Linked DNA regions of Mus musculus: all the other regions are linked to region 3. The links are chromatin contacts, called in public Hi-C maps. All regions are on one chromosome and are shown on one strand. Each heading gives the region's core, a stretch centred on a gene start, on an enhancer-like site or on the middle of the called end of the contact. The rest is flanking DNA. Distances are from core to core; before and after follow the strand shown.

Region 1 (5,023 bases), core at 205-2,704, 150 kb before region 3:
ATGTTGTCTAAGGCTAGCTTTTTTTTGTTTTGAGACAGTGCCCCAGGCTATCCTCTGACTCCTCATCCTCCTGCCTCAGCATTCCAGGTGCTGGGCACCCACAGGCATGCACCCACAGGTCTGACTACTGTGTTTTTTATCATTAACACCAGAAGTGTTTGGCATGGCAGAGACTGCGCACCTCGAGAAGCCTGAAATATTTACTATCTGGCGCTTTAGAGGAAACATTTGTTAACCTTAAAATAAGATGGAGAATGTGAGAAAAAAATGTGTTAAATAAAACACACACGACTCTAAAGTGGGCGGGGTTTGGTGTGATATGGAGAAGGACTTCCTTTAGGGGGAGAGCCTAGGGAGGTGTTGATGAGAACACTGTGGGCTGCGGTGCATAGACTGTTAGGCGTGTGGTGCCGTGTGTCGTGCGGAGCCAGCATTCACAGGGAACTTAAAGATAAATGCTCGAGGGAGGCAGAAATAAAGAACATGCCCAGAGAGCTTTATAACTTGCCCTGGGTAACACAGCTAATACCAAATAGAGGACCCGAGTAAATCTCATCCTGTCTTACTTAGAGTTACTATTGCTGGGCTGAAACACCAGGACTAAAAGCAACTTGGGGAGGAAAGGGTTTATTCAGCTTACACTTCCACATCAGTGATCATCAGTGTAGGAAGTCAGAGCAGGAACTCAAGTAGGGCAGGAACCTAGGGGCAAGAGCTAATACAGAGGCCATGGAAGGGTGCTGCTTACTGGCTTGCTCCCCATGGCTTGCTCAGCCGGCTTTCTTATGGAACCCGGAACCACCAGCCCTTGGATGGCTCCACCCACAATGGGCTTGCCCCACCCACAGTGGGCGGGGCCCTTCACCGCTGATCATTGATTAAGAAAATGCCCTACTGGCTCGCCTCCAGCCAATCTTATGGAGGAGTTTCCTCAATTGAAGTTCCTTCTTAGACGAATCTAGCTTGTATTAAAGTTGGCATAAAACCAGCCAGCACACACCCCAAGTAGGTGCTCCCACGAAGTAGTGGTCTGTGACCATCAAAACAGATTTCTCTAGCGAGTCGAGGTGCCCGGGATGTGGATGTCATATGGACAGAACTTGCTGAATGCCATTCCCACTGGGCAGCTCCTTGTTCCCCTTGGGCAAATGTAGGTTGCGCCCAAAGGGATTTTGAACTACGGGGCCACCTCACATCCCCACAGGAAGCCTGAAACTACCCTTTCCTCCCACCCCCAGAGAGAAGCTGTTGGGCTGGGTTGGCCCACACCAGCCCTGCCCTTGGGATCAGCGCTCAGTGTAGCGGCATCACCCGAAACTTTTTCCTTTTTTTGAGCATTTGTTTTCTTCTGCTCTGTCAGTTACTTTGTGGAGAAGAGATGGGGTGGGGGTGGGGATAGGGATGGGACTTGCTTTGCTTTGTAACTGGATTCCAGGTGGCCCTGTGAAGTAGCTGATAGACTGTCAGGTGTTGGTGTGCCTACATCAGTGCGGTGAGCCACAGAACTGAGGGGCAGGCTTGTATGTTTGCTTTGTATATTTGATTCTAGCAGGGTCAAACGACCAAGGTGCGCTTGTGATGATGCAGTACCATATATGGCCACCAGGAGGCGCTGTCTAACAATCTTCCTTTGGCCCGACTGCAGATTCCCTGGAAGAGATGCATCATCAGCTTGTGCAAACTGGAACCAGAGTTAAATCTTTGGAAATCGAGGCCGGGGGTTGGTGGGGGGCGGGGGGAGGGGAACTGAGGCCTGGGGTTTGGGGAAGGTTGGATCCAGACACAGCAGGAAACGATTGTGGATGTAATTCACAGACTGAGCTTCCTGGTGTACTGACACCCAGGAGTGCGTTCTGCAATTTGGTCTCTTACCGGCTGGTCCTGGTATGCGGACGTCTGAGCAGGTTCACAGCTTCTGTCCGTTCTGGTCTGATCAGAAGGGACCTTGCTGTCACTCACCCCCTCCTAGCATCCTGTCACCCAGGCCCAGGTGACGGTTACCCTGCCAATTAAGCTCTGAAAAGGAAGTACTCTCTTCCAGGTACCAGCAGATAATGGTGGAGTTGAATCAGGCCAGAGCTCCTTGTTTTTTTTTTTTTTTTTTTTTTGTTTTTTTTTTTAATAGGACATTGGAAAGAGCCAGATAGAGCTGAAAAGACCCGAGGGTGGGATCTGGGGCTAGCTCCGGCTGTGGAGATGCCTTCCCAAAGCCAGTCAGTAGAGATATTAGGGAGAGAAGGGAAAAACCTTGAGTTTAAGTGCTGACCTGCATCTTAGCCTTTAACATGGGGTCCAGCAAACAGACGAAAACAAAAACCAAAATAAGCAAAAAGGGCACAGACATATGCATGGGCACAGATGTATGCGCAGGCGCCACAGGCCCAGTTTGACAGAGGCAGGGGCCTGGCACCTTCTTTCACCTGCCCTGGCCAGCCTGTGGCTCTGTTGGGTGTCTGGAGGGTGTGTGTGTGGGAGGTTTGTTTCTTCGATTCCTTGTAGTTTTACTGACTGGCTCTGGGAGGGTGTGTCTACAGCTGGATCCCACCCTCGGGTCTTTCTGGGTCTTTTCGGCTCTTTCCAGCTCTTTCCGATGTCCTATTTAAAAAAAAGGGACCACTGCCTGGGATGTCTAGTCCTAGCCTTTCCTGCTGGCCCAACCACTTCTAGGGCACACAGAGGGGGCACTGTCTTGGCAGTGAGTATAGTCCCCTGTAGGCTCTTGGGCCTTTGAGCTGTAAATCACAGACCTGAAGAAAGGAATTCCTCCCCTGTGCCTCAGTCACCCCCGAGCTGTGACTGCACCACCTGCCTATAGTGGGTTTCCAGAAGACTGTTTCATCCAGGGCTGAGCCATCCTGTGAACTCAGTAGAGAGCAGAAACCCTTGAGCTTACAGAAGCCATTTTCCTGTGGATGGAGGGAGAAACCCTTGAGCCCCGCTAGCGAATTAGAGCAGAAGAAAAGTGCTGGAGCCATAGCCGACCTTTCTGTAACATAGCTGTGAAGTCGCCCATGGTCTGTCACAGAGACTGGATTTATGTCCCCAGAGGGAATGTGTTTCCAGCCTAGAGGACTCGCAGGCTGGGGACTGTCAACTCGTAAGAGGGTCCTTCCTTAATACAAATTGTTCTGGGGACAGGTGGGGTATCCAGACTCAGGATCAGGGTCGCCGACTGGGCGATGTGGGACGGGACGCGTTCCTGGAGTTTCTGGGTAGCCGTGGAGCTATCTCAGTCACAGTGTCTCTAATTGCTGTTGACCTCAGAGGGCCTGGGTTACTGTGAGGGTGCTAGGTTGTGCACATTTTTGACTTCCACCCGTGTGGTGTCAGCAGGGCCTGTGCCTCTCCACCTCAGACCTGTCAATCAAAAGCATCTCCGAGCGCCCAGGGATGAACTGCAGGCCCAGCAGGCTTGGGAGTCCTGGGTTCCATCCTCAGTACCAGGAAATGAACGAGTGAGCAAACAGACAAAGAGACACATTGCAGCATCAGCAGCACTTATTAGGGGAAGATTGCTGTGGTTGGGACCATGAACCGACTTCTCTGAAGAGCTGTGGGGTTCCCACAGCTGTGGGATGATGCGGGCGACCAGGGAGATGGCAGCTGAAGTACTCTGAAGCCAGATGAAAGTCAGGAGAGCCCGTGGGAGCCGAGGCTCTGTCGAAGGCATAGGAAGCTGTAATTGAGTTGGTGTGAAGGCTGGTGAGGGCTGGAGTCTGGCTTTCCGTGTGTGTGTGTGTGTGTGTGTGTGTGTGTGTGTGTGTGTGTATGTGTGTGTGTGTGTGTGGGGCGTAGTCCAGGAAGCAGAGGAGAGCTGGGAATTTTGATGTACATACATGTGTGCACAGGTGTACACACATGTATGCACACACAGTAATACATAGATACACACTTAGCCATGCACAGACATACACCAACACTCAGAAATGTGCATGTGTGTGTATACACCAGCACACACATACATACATACATACATACATACATACATACATACATAGACACAGACAAGCAACATGCAGACACATACCAGCTATCAGATTTGAAGGCAAACAACAGCCCCTGGTAGCTCAGGAAGGAAGCTAGAGATGAGGCCAGGGTGATGGGGACCAGGTCGCTGGCCACCCTGGGTTTGGTGTCTTGGGACACTCCTGGAGACAGGATGGGTCTGTTGACATCCTCCCAACGCCTCTGCTGGGAATAACCATGCCAAACCTGGCGCAGGGTCTCCGACTCGAGCTTTGAACTCGCTCTCATGTGGAGGTCAGGTCATCTCTTCACACTTTGTTTCGCTGCTTTGATCCTCAGAAATGAATTTCTTTGGACCCTAGCTCCTCCCGACGTGGCTCAGTCCAGCGTGTTAAGGTATCGAGCATCAACGCAGTTGTCATTAGTATAGCGAGCAGTAACAAGCTGGTTACTTATCGGTACCACCATGGATCTTGCTGAAGACTGGGGAAGCCCAGGGGCTGGGGGAGCAGAACAGAATCCTCCCGGATCCTGTGAATTTTCAGGGTCTTGGGGGAGGGTAGCGCCCTATTCCGGTTTCCTTCCTGTTTCCTGCTTCCCAGCTTCTTTTCATTCATGCACCAGATGCCAAGTTACGAATCCGCTCAGCATTCTTTTTCCTGCACAGCGTCACAGCTCAGAAATATTTTTTAATACCTTCTTGGACCATTTTGGGTTGTAAAAGCCGGCAGTCTTGAGAGATGGCTCAGTGGTTAAGAGCACTGGCTTCTTTAATTGTGAACCGTGGTTTCATTCCTAGTAGCCACATGGTGGCTCGCAACCTTCTGTAACCCCCCTCCTGGGGGGGGGGGGAATGTCTGACGCCCTCTTCTGGCATCATCAGGTACTGCACCCCTTCCCCCCTTGGTGCAATGCAATATTAAGGCAAACATTAGATGAAAAGAAATCTTTAAAAAGTCCATAGATGTTTCAAGGTGGATGTTAGTGAGGTCCCTGCTGGGAGAAAGTGGGGTTCAAGTGTCCATGTTGTCTTAGAGAGTAGTTTCAGTTCCTAGGC
Region 2 (4,370 bases), core at 1,441-3,940, 170 kb after region 3:
CTCTGCATCGATTCCTGCCCTGTTTGAGTTCCTGTCCTGACTTCCTTCCGTGCTGAACAGTGCTGTAGAAGTATAAGCTGAAGTAAACCCTCTCCTCCCAAGTTGCTTTTGGTTATGGTATTTATCACAGCAACAGGAAAGCAAACTAAGATAATTTTTAGTTCATTTGCCCACTAATGATCTGATGGGTTTTTGTTGTTGTTGTTGCTTACTTGTTAGAACTCTTTATATATTCTGGATACTATCCCCTTTTCAGACCAAGAGCTGACAAAGGCTTTCTCCCTTTCTGCATTCACTTCATTGCTCTCTTTGCTAATCCATCAGCTTCTACTTTTGTGACTCCCATTTGACATTTCCTGCTATTATTTCCAGATCTGCTGGGGTCCTCTCCAGAAAGTCATTGTCTGTGTCTGTATCTTTTATTTGTTTGTTTGTTTTGTTTTGTTTTTTGAGAGGTTTCTCTGTATAGCCCTGGCTGTCCTGGAGCTCACTTTGTAGACCAGGCTGGCCTCGAACTCAGAAATCCGCCTGCCTCTGCTTCCTGAGTGCTGGGATTAAAGGCATGAGCCACCATGCCTGGCTGTGTCTGTATCTTAAAATATGGCAGCCTACATTAAGGTATTAGACCTATTGCAAGCTCAGTTTTTCAGAGAGAGGTGGAAACCCTGGTATGAGTCCTCCTGTGGATATCTAGTTCCTCCAGAACCATTTGTTGAAGCATCTGTCTTTTTCTCAAGTGCTTTAAGAGTTTTGGTAAGAATGTTTTATCTCAGGTCCCTCTGTCCTGTTCAACTGGCCATATTTGGTTTGGTGCCAGCAGCATGCTGGGACTGTCACTATGGCTCTGTGGTGCAATTTGAAGCTAAATATTGCACAATCCCTCTGGGAGGGGGTGTTCTTTCTGCAAAGAACTTTAACCATCCAGTCTTTTGTATGCTTCCAAATTCTATAAATCCTCTTTCCTACTTTAACTGTTGGCTTCTGTGAGATCCTGTCTCAGAGAGAGGGAGAGGGAGAGGAGAGGGAGAGGAGAGGGAGAGGAGAAGGGGCAGAGGAGGAGGAGGAAAAGGAGGAGGAGGGGAAGAAGAGAAGGAGGAAGAGGAAGAAGAAGAAGAAGAAGAAGAAGAAGAAGAAGAAGAAGAAGAAGAAGAAGAACAACAACAACAACAACAACAACAACAACAACAACAACAACAAGCTAATTCATGTTCAGCCATTCAACCTCTCCTGTAGTGTCACTGACTGGGACAAGGACAGGAAATGTTCAAGTGCCACACAGCCCAGATACTGGTGCTGCTGGTGGCCCAAGGGCTCAGCTTCTAAAATCGGTAGTGTGGAGGAACTGCCGCATCTGCCCAAGCATCTGGGCTAAGTTACTGAATGCCTGGGACATGTTATCCAACTGCTAGACACTGAAAAACACCAAAATAGAGTCCAGCAAGGCTGCTACCTTCAAAAGAGGCCGATAACCAGCCTAAGAGCACACAGCTAGGAGCCAACAGAGCCCAGAACTGATCCTGAGCTTCTAAATAGCACATTCCCTGCACGCGCGCGCACACACACCCTGCTCATCCACACCATTAGAGACTAAGTGCCTGTCCACACAATTAGAGAATGTCTGCTTGAATCAATTGGATGTCAGAGATCAGGGCAATCTGACTGGGAAGAACAGAGTGGCTTCTCTCATTAAAGCTTTGAAAGTGTGGGTAAGGCTGACCAGGTCCCGTTGTGGGGGTGCAGACATCAGAGACTGCAGAGAGTCAGCACTCTGATGACTGCTGTGGACAGAATCCTGCCTCGGGGACTAACCACCCCACCTCCTGGCAAAGGCCTACACACACACACACACACACACACACACACACACACACACACACACAACAGAAAGAGGGAGGCACAGGTACCTGAATGAATGACACAGCTTCCTGGCACTGCGTGGAACAGCACACCCCTGATGTACAAGCAAGAAAGCCAAACACAAAAGCCAGAGCCTCTGAACTGAGGGGGCACCTGAAGACTATGACAGCCTCACCCAGCCTTTGCTCTCCGCACTGCCAAGGGGGCTGCAGAGCCCAGAGCAAACCTAGAGTGCAGACAGAATCTACGTTCTAGTCCAACCTCCTTCATTTCCTAGCAGCCCAGAGAGGGGAGCACTCTTGCCCAGGGTCACACAGCAGGTGAAAGGAGAGTTAAAGGATCCCAGCCCTCAACCCTGGCTTTCTGGGCTAGATTCTAGAACAAGATGCTGAAAATTCTACCTGCTCCTATGTCCTCCATTTCTCCAGTGACACCCCCCCCCCCCCAGGGACTGCTCAGTAGTAGCCAACAGTATGATCTTCTCTGTGAATATCTGTGGTGTGGCAAGAGGGGTGTGGCCATGGGAAATCTCTGCTCGGATAAGGGAGGGGTGTCATGGTTCCCGAGAAGCTGTGTCATTGGAATCCAGATGTCTGCAGGCCGAGGCGAGGGACCAGAGTAAGGCTCTGCGGTTTCTGAGGTCCTCACTCCCACAACGGGACCTGGTCAGCCTTACCCTCACTTTCAAAGCTTTCCTGAGAGAAGCCACCTTATTCTCTCCTGGTCAGAAAGCCCTGAGCTCTGACATCCAATTGATTCAAGTTACTGGGGTGACCTCACAGTCATGAGACAGCCAACTTGGAAACAGGAGATAGTCTGCCTTAGTCTCCTCAACAGCTTGCTGAAGACACAGCCACTCCAGATATCCATTTTGGGGAGGGGGCTCATTCCTGAACTTTGGGGAATCCTTAGGCACCTGCTGGTTTGTGACACTGATAGAGACTTCCCACGACAGTATACAGCAGCACCTACAGGAATTAAAACCCACATCTGTGGTCAGAGCTCTCTAATAGGTGTGACCCCGATGCTTTAATTTAGTGGAAATATTAAAATGTTACCTGCAGACCCCACTATTCCCTAGTGCGTTCTCTAGAAGACTTTTAATCCCTGGCTGCACCCTTCAAATTATAAACTCCCAACTCCACACTAAAGGGGGTCTGAAAAAGCACAGGCTTGGACTATAAGATTTTAACAGGCCCAACAGTTGAATGTCACCCAAATCAGCCCAGCTTGGCCAGGACCCAGGCCAGAGGCCCCCCAAAATTGACTCCAAGAAGCCTAAGTGCCTTCCTGATGGGTCAAGTTGGCTACCGTGAAGGCTTAGCGCCATCTCTCGGTCACTCCTGGAACTACATCTGCTGAGCTAGCTTGGGAAAGCCAAAAACCGTCAGAGTCCCTGGAGACAAACTACCAGTGCTGAAAGGTCCTGTAAAGAGGCTCTGGGCAGTTTGGAACCTTTTTGTGCTAGATTTTACATATAACTCATGTCAAAGATCCATCTTCACATTAATTTATCTTTTGCGGCCCAGAGACTCCAGGCTGCTTGCCCAGGCTCGCAGAGCCCATGACAGATCATGTTACTTCTTATGGCCAGATTGCTCCGATAAACTTTAAACGGTTCCTCCCTCAGCTCTGCCAGACTCTCACAAATTGTTTCTGGTGTCTAGGCTAACATCTTCAGGAACTGTGGCACCCCCTGCTTCCCTTAGGGATACTAGCCTCTCAGATACCCGTGTTCCCAATACTAGGTCATATCTGGCCTGCCAGCCTTTTGGCCCCAAGGCTGCTCAGATGAAATGCTTTCCCTCTTATGATCCCTGAGCTGGAGGGAAAGAACTAAGCAGCCACCCACAGGCTGCTGCCCCTAGATGGCTCTGGAACTTTCTGGTCTTAGCCTCCCTGTGTCTGATGCCAGACAGCAAAGCCTCTCATTTGCAAAGCCTCTCATTTCTCTAACTGCAAAGGAGACTGACGGGCATTGGGTCTCATAACAAACACATTGCAATGATGACTCCCGAGCAAACACCCCAGGGCTGAGTTCACCCAGGGCTAAGCTAACTTCATTCTGAAACCACTAGTTCTCACCCGGGGAGAGACAGGTGGAGCTGCTTCGGGGACAGAGGGGATCTGGTTGCCATGGCAACAGAGGGACAGACCTGAGTCCTGCAACTCCGGGGGCATTCCTCAGAACGGAGGTCCGAGAGAATGGGAGCGTAGCTATAAAAGAGGCTTAAAGGCTCATTGCACGGAGCTGTGTATACAGTTGGTGCCTAATAAGGGGTTGCTGTTGAGTAAATGAACTCCAACTTCTTGGCTCTTCATTCACTTATTCACACAAGTGTTTGGTTTTCGGTTGGCACTGAGATTCTCACAAACTCCACAAAGTACGTGTCTCAAACACAGCCCTGAACATTTGCTCCAGTGGGTCTGGAGCGAGAATCACCAGGAGGTTCTCAGGGGACAGTGATCTACTTGTCCAGGGACAATCTTTGAAAACAGTGGCTTGGAGTGGT
Region 3 (4,369 bases), core at 1,234-3,733:
ATTGCTCAAATGGGTCCCAGCTTTTCAAGGGCAGCATAGAGGTCTCTGGAAACAGCTTTCAGATGGCTGGGACCATCACTAGATAGAATAGAGAGTAGGCTGGGGTTAAATGCTCCGCCGCAGTGTGTTCTGAGAGCAACACTCTGTAACAATGGCTGTGAGAAATGAGGACTGCATCTGCAGCCCTGAGGCCCCCAGAAGGCTCCATCCATCTGGCTGAGAAGTGGGTGCTGGCGTGGGGTTGGCCACTTGCCTCTCTCCCTGTCTGTCTAGGGCTGTTTTATGTGTGCTGCCTGCCAAGGACTTCCAGGAGGCTGGAGCGGGGGGGGGGGGGGGGGGGGGGGGGCTCAGCATTTCAGAAGACCTAGAACTTGTCCATTATATTATAATCAAGACCCTTAAAGGAATAACATTTAATTAATGATTAATTACAAATTAATCATTAATTAATAACATTTAATTAATTAATCAATCAGTGTGTGTGTGTATGTGAGCACACGTGTGGAGGCCAACTTGCAAGAGTCAGTTCTCTCCTTCCACCGGGTGGGACCCGGCCATCAAGCTCAGGTGTTCGGGTTTGTTGGCAAAGCCTTCATCCATCACTGAGTCATTCCAGGGTCTCACACATACAGCTTCCATCTTCCTTTCTTCTCTGCTTTTATTACAATGAAGTGCAGAATGACCTTGAACTCAAGGTCCTCCTGCCTCAGCCTGAGCGATAGACTGACTGGTACGCTTCTGCATGCCCTACTTCTGCTGGTAGACATATTTGAAGGCATCTGCTGCCTGCCCTGCCTGGGGAGTCTCCTGGGACTCAAGAGCCCATGACCTAAACTGGGTACTTCCATGGCTCGGCAGGCTGAGGCATCCGGGGAACCTTTCTGAGGCCAGTGGGGCTGGGGTTCCTTTTTATTCCCAGGGCCCAGGCAGAGACGGCTGAGCCTTTGACCTTCCTGTCTGTTCTTGTCCCCACAGACACACTCTCTGTACCTCGCTGGTCACCACAGATCCCACGCAGAGACCTTGGCAATTCCATCAAGCACAGGTAGGTAGGAGGCTGATGGTGGTGAAGGGGGCTGAATCCTATGGGGACCTGTAACATGTCCATCCCCAGCTTCCACGCTGCCATGTCCTGTCTTTTGCTGGACCGACAAGGCTGCCTGCATCACAGCCTTGCCTTGGTCAAACCGACAGCAGGCAGCAGAGAGGCTTTATAGTCAGGCTGAGCTGAGTTCTAATCCCTCCCGGTAACACTTTGTAGCCTTGGGAGATTACTTAACCTCTCTGGGCTCCACTTTTTGTCCAAGTGATGTTTTTATTATTAAAAGACACATACCAGACAATGAGAGAAATAAAGCAAGACCCCGGGATATTACAGTCAAGATCTTCAAAGAAATAACATTAAACTATAACATTAAACAAGACAAGCAGGCTACAGAGAGAGTGACATCAAACCACAGTTAGAGAAGAAACTTTGCTTTCTTGTAAGAATTAAGCCAAGTCCCGTGAGTTCGTGCATCCTGCTTATGAATAAGATGATGATGTGCACCGCGCACACACCTTGCTGATACTAATAAGTACTTCAGGCTCCACAGCGGAGCTCCCTATTCAAGGAAACTCAAGGTGGCCAGCTAAACGCATTGCTAGAGGTTAGCCCAAAGCAGCAGGCCAATAGGCACGTGGGAGGCCTTCCCTCATCCCCCACAGCCTAGAATTTGTTTTCCAACAACTTCGTGACTCTCCCAGATTGAGCTTTCTACACATTGTTCCAGTCTCCTCACAGACTCGGGGGAGAAGAGGGGAAGTCAGGCCGGGATGGCGGGATGGCACGATGGCGGCGAAGCTCACTGCTGAGAGGAAACTGAGGCCTCCTTGGATAAGGGAAGGGATGGAAAGCTAATTAATTATGCTCAGCCTATGAGATCTGAGATACCTCCCCAGGCAGCCAGCTGGGCTCCTGTTTGCTCCTTCAGGGAGCCTTTCTTCCAACATGCAGAAGGCTTGTGTCATTGTTGCAGCACAGAGTGTTATTGTCAACGCCATGGGACTTAGGTCTGTGCCCCTGGGGAGCTGGCCAGTCAGCAGAGGGTCTGCCAACAAGCCATGACAGTCCCCAGAGGTCTGTCAGAGGCCTGAGGGGAGAAACACCAGATGCCAACACAGACACACAGTCTCAGCCTGGGGCCAGGCTGGACAGAGCACTCCGTTGCGGCGACTCATCAACAGCTCTTAAAGAAAAATGTCAGCACTCAAACCAAGGGAGACCTTGGTGTAGGTGTAACCCTGAGAAATAGTGATGGACATGTCAGTGACCAGGTGGAGCAATGGTTAGGGGGCTGAGCTGTGGAGGGGAGGGAAGGCAAGACAAGGGCCTTGTAAAATGTTTTCTGGCTCAGCTCCACCTTGGGCTGGCCACGATCCCTCATTCCACTCACTCCTGGGTTGCCTACGGCTGTGGTTCATTTCCACCTCTCTGTTAACCACATCTCTGGCTCAGCCACCCCTCCAGATTGGTTATCCTTGCTGCTCAGTCACACCCCTGCCTGGAGATACTCTTACCTCAGCCTCACCTGGTTGGCGCCCACCCCTGGACTTTCTCACCATTACACTGGAACCTGGCACTGTCCAGCTTCAGACCCTGGTATATAGGGGAATCAGGCCCCAGAGATGGCTCCCTGGTGCAGTGAGGGCCTCCTGTTGGCCATCAGCTCTTCAGCCTCACCCTGCATTCCCAGCCCTTGGCTAGATGCCAGGAAGGAGAGTCTCCCTGCCTGGTAAAGAAATGATGTTAACAACCCATTCCCTGTGTCGTGGGGTGTAATGGTACATGCTAGCAGTCCCGGCACACAGGAGGGCGAGGCTCAAGGTCAAGCGTTCAAGGATAGCCTGGGCTTCGTAATATAACCCGTCTCATAAAAATACATCACTAGAGGCAATAGATCTCACTCTCTGTCACTAGAATTATCACAGCAGGAGCCAGACAGCAGAGAACACTCACCCAGGGGACAGACAAGGCTGGAGAGGAAAGAAAACAGCCTGCACGCCCCTCACACCTTCCCCTCTTCCTGTGCCGCTTAGCCAGTGTGTGGGTTTTGCCATTACCTCCCCTGAGCAACCCCAGTGTGCAGAATAGACCCACTAAGCCCTGCTAAGACCCAAAGGGGCTTAGCCAAACCCAAGTCCAAAGCTAGAGAGGGAACACAGGCCAGCCAGCATCTCCGCTGTGAATATTACTGTTTGCTTAGCTGTGGCAGCTCCAGGCTGATGATGGCTCACTGTGTTTGGAGGTCTGACCCAGATCCCACGAGAGGGGCCAGCCGAGGGAGGCAGCCCCCCCACCAAAGTTCCCTGTGTCTGAGTTATGTAACTGCGTCCAAGTTTCCCCTTTGACACTCCGGAGGAGGCTGTGGAGATTAGCCACAACTACTGCTGGCGGTGGCGCAAATTGAAAATTAAAATTAACTGTGACCTGGGAACCTTCAGTGCTTTTGCCGGCTCCAGCCCCCACCTCTGTCTCCTATCTCAAGGCAGGAAGCACACCACAGTGCCTGAGGGGGTGACCTGTGAGTTAATCAAGTGACTTCCAAACTGAATTGGTGATGTATGGGGATTTCCATACTGTTTGCAGCAGGTGGCATTGACTGAGGGAAGATGGGCAGGATGGTCAGGCAAGGCTTTTGCTTGTCTGGGTGGGATTGGGAGTGGGAAACACTCTGCTTCTACTCAATTTAGAGGGCCCATGGCTCTCTTATAGAACTGAACGTGTCGCGAGTAGACCAACCAAAGTATGTTTGTTGAATGAATCCCTGACCGTAATGAACACTCAAGGTACTCACAGTCACAGTTCAGTTCTTTGAGCATTACTTATGTCTCAGATGCTGTGACACTTTGAACACACCGTCATGATTACCCCACTTTGCAGGCAAGTAGACTGAGGCTTCTTGGTTTAAGCAACTTGATGAAACTTAGTTGCCACATGTCTTGGAACAAACAAGGCTGGCATCCAGAGCATATCAGCTTCCCATCCTCGGGGTGCATCCTGCTGACTGTGTGGACAGTGACTCACCTTGGACATTTCCTGTTTCTTTCCCACAGGTTTTCCACCAAGTACTGGATGTCTCAGACGTGCACGGTCTGCGGGAAAGGGATGCTTTTTGGCCTCAAGTGTAAAAACTGCAAGTGAGTGCTTTTTCTTTAAGGGACTTTTTACAATGCCAGATGCCAGCCAGTGTGGGGGATGGGCATGGGCATGGTCCAGCAAGTGTGAGCTCTTGACTCTGGGAGAGATGATTTTTTTTTTTTTTTTTTTTGGCTTTGTATTTTAGAAAGGTCCCAGGCAGAGCTGTGTGCTTGAGGAGAGTATCAAGAA

What was found. A called contact is a pair of places that touch in the nucleus more often than the background predicts.
Region 1: a contact with region 3 is called in a Hi-C map of the N1E-115 cell line, with 3 times the contacts expected there. The contact joins two enhancer-like sites. A contact is called at or near these places in 17 of 484 Hi-C or Micro-C datasets (the N1E-115 cell line, cerebral cortex, cortical neurons and 6 more), 3 of 115 datasets of contacts at active chromatin or transcription factors (embryonic stem cells and kidney) and 1 of 9 other capture datasets (embryonic stem cells).
Region 2: a Hi-C map of the N1E-115 cell line shows a contact between it and region 3, with 5 times the contacts expected there. The contact joins two enhancer-like sites. A contact is called at or near these places in 1 of 15 datasets of contacts at CTCF or cohesin (stem cell-derived epiblast-like cells), 10 of 484 Hi-C or Micro-C datasets (the N1E-115 cell line, Sertoli cells, cardiomyocytes and 6 more), 7 of 115 datasets of contacts at active chromatin or transcription factors (SST interneurons, VIP interneurons, embryonic forebrain and 4 more) and 1 of 9 other capture datasets (embryonic stem cells).

What each region holds. Positions count from the first base shown.
Region 1 is chr5:117,515,222-117,520,244 of GRCm38.p6, forward strand. All of the region lies in intron 3 of Ksr2 (kinase suppressor of ras 2), which reads left to right. Among named protein-coding and RNA genes, the nearest start is that of Gm42013, 33 kb to the left of the region's middle. Within about 2 kb of position 1,455, at least 7 of the 459 cell types and tissues checked have an H3K27ac peak or open chromatin away from gene starts, as enhancers often do. A contact at or near this core is called in the N1E-115 cell line, where this site is marked.
Region 2 is chr5:117,833,936-117,838,305 of GRCm38.p6, forward strand. No RefSeq gene overlaps it. Among named protein-coding and RNA genes, the nearest start is that of Nos1, 31 kb to the right of the region's middle. Within about 2 kb of position 2,691, at least 3 of the 459 cell types and tissues checked have an H3K27ac peak or open chromatin away from gene starts, as enhancers often do. A contact at or near this core is called in the N1E-115 cell line, where this site is marked.
Region 3 is chr5:117,667,323-117,671,691 of GRCm38.p6, forward strand. Ksr2 (kinase suppressor of ras 2) reads left to right here. Exons shown (of 20, transcript NM_001312914.1): 6 at 976-1,045; 7 at 4,096-4,179. Among named protein-coding and RNA genes, the nearest start is that of Gm42013, 190 kb to the left of the region's middle. Within about 2 kb of position 2,484, at least 12 of the 459 cell types and tissues checked have an H3K27ac peak or open chromatin away from gene starts, as enhancers often do. A contact at or near this core is called in the N1E-115 cell line, where this site is marked.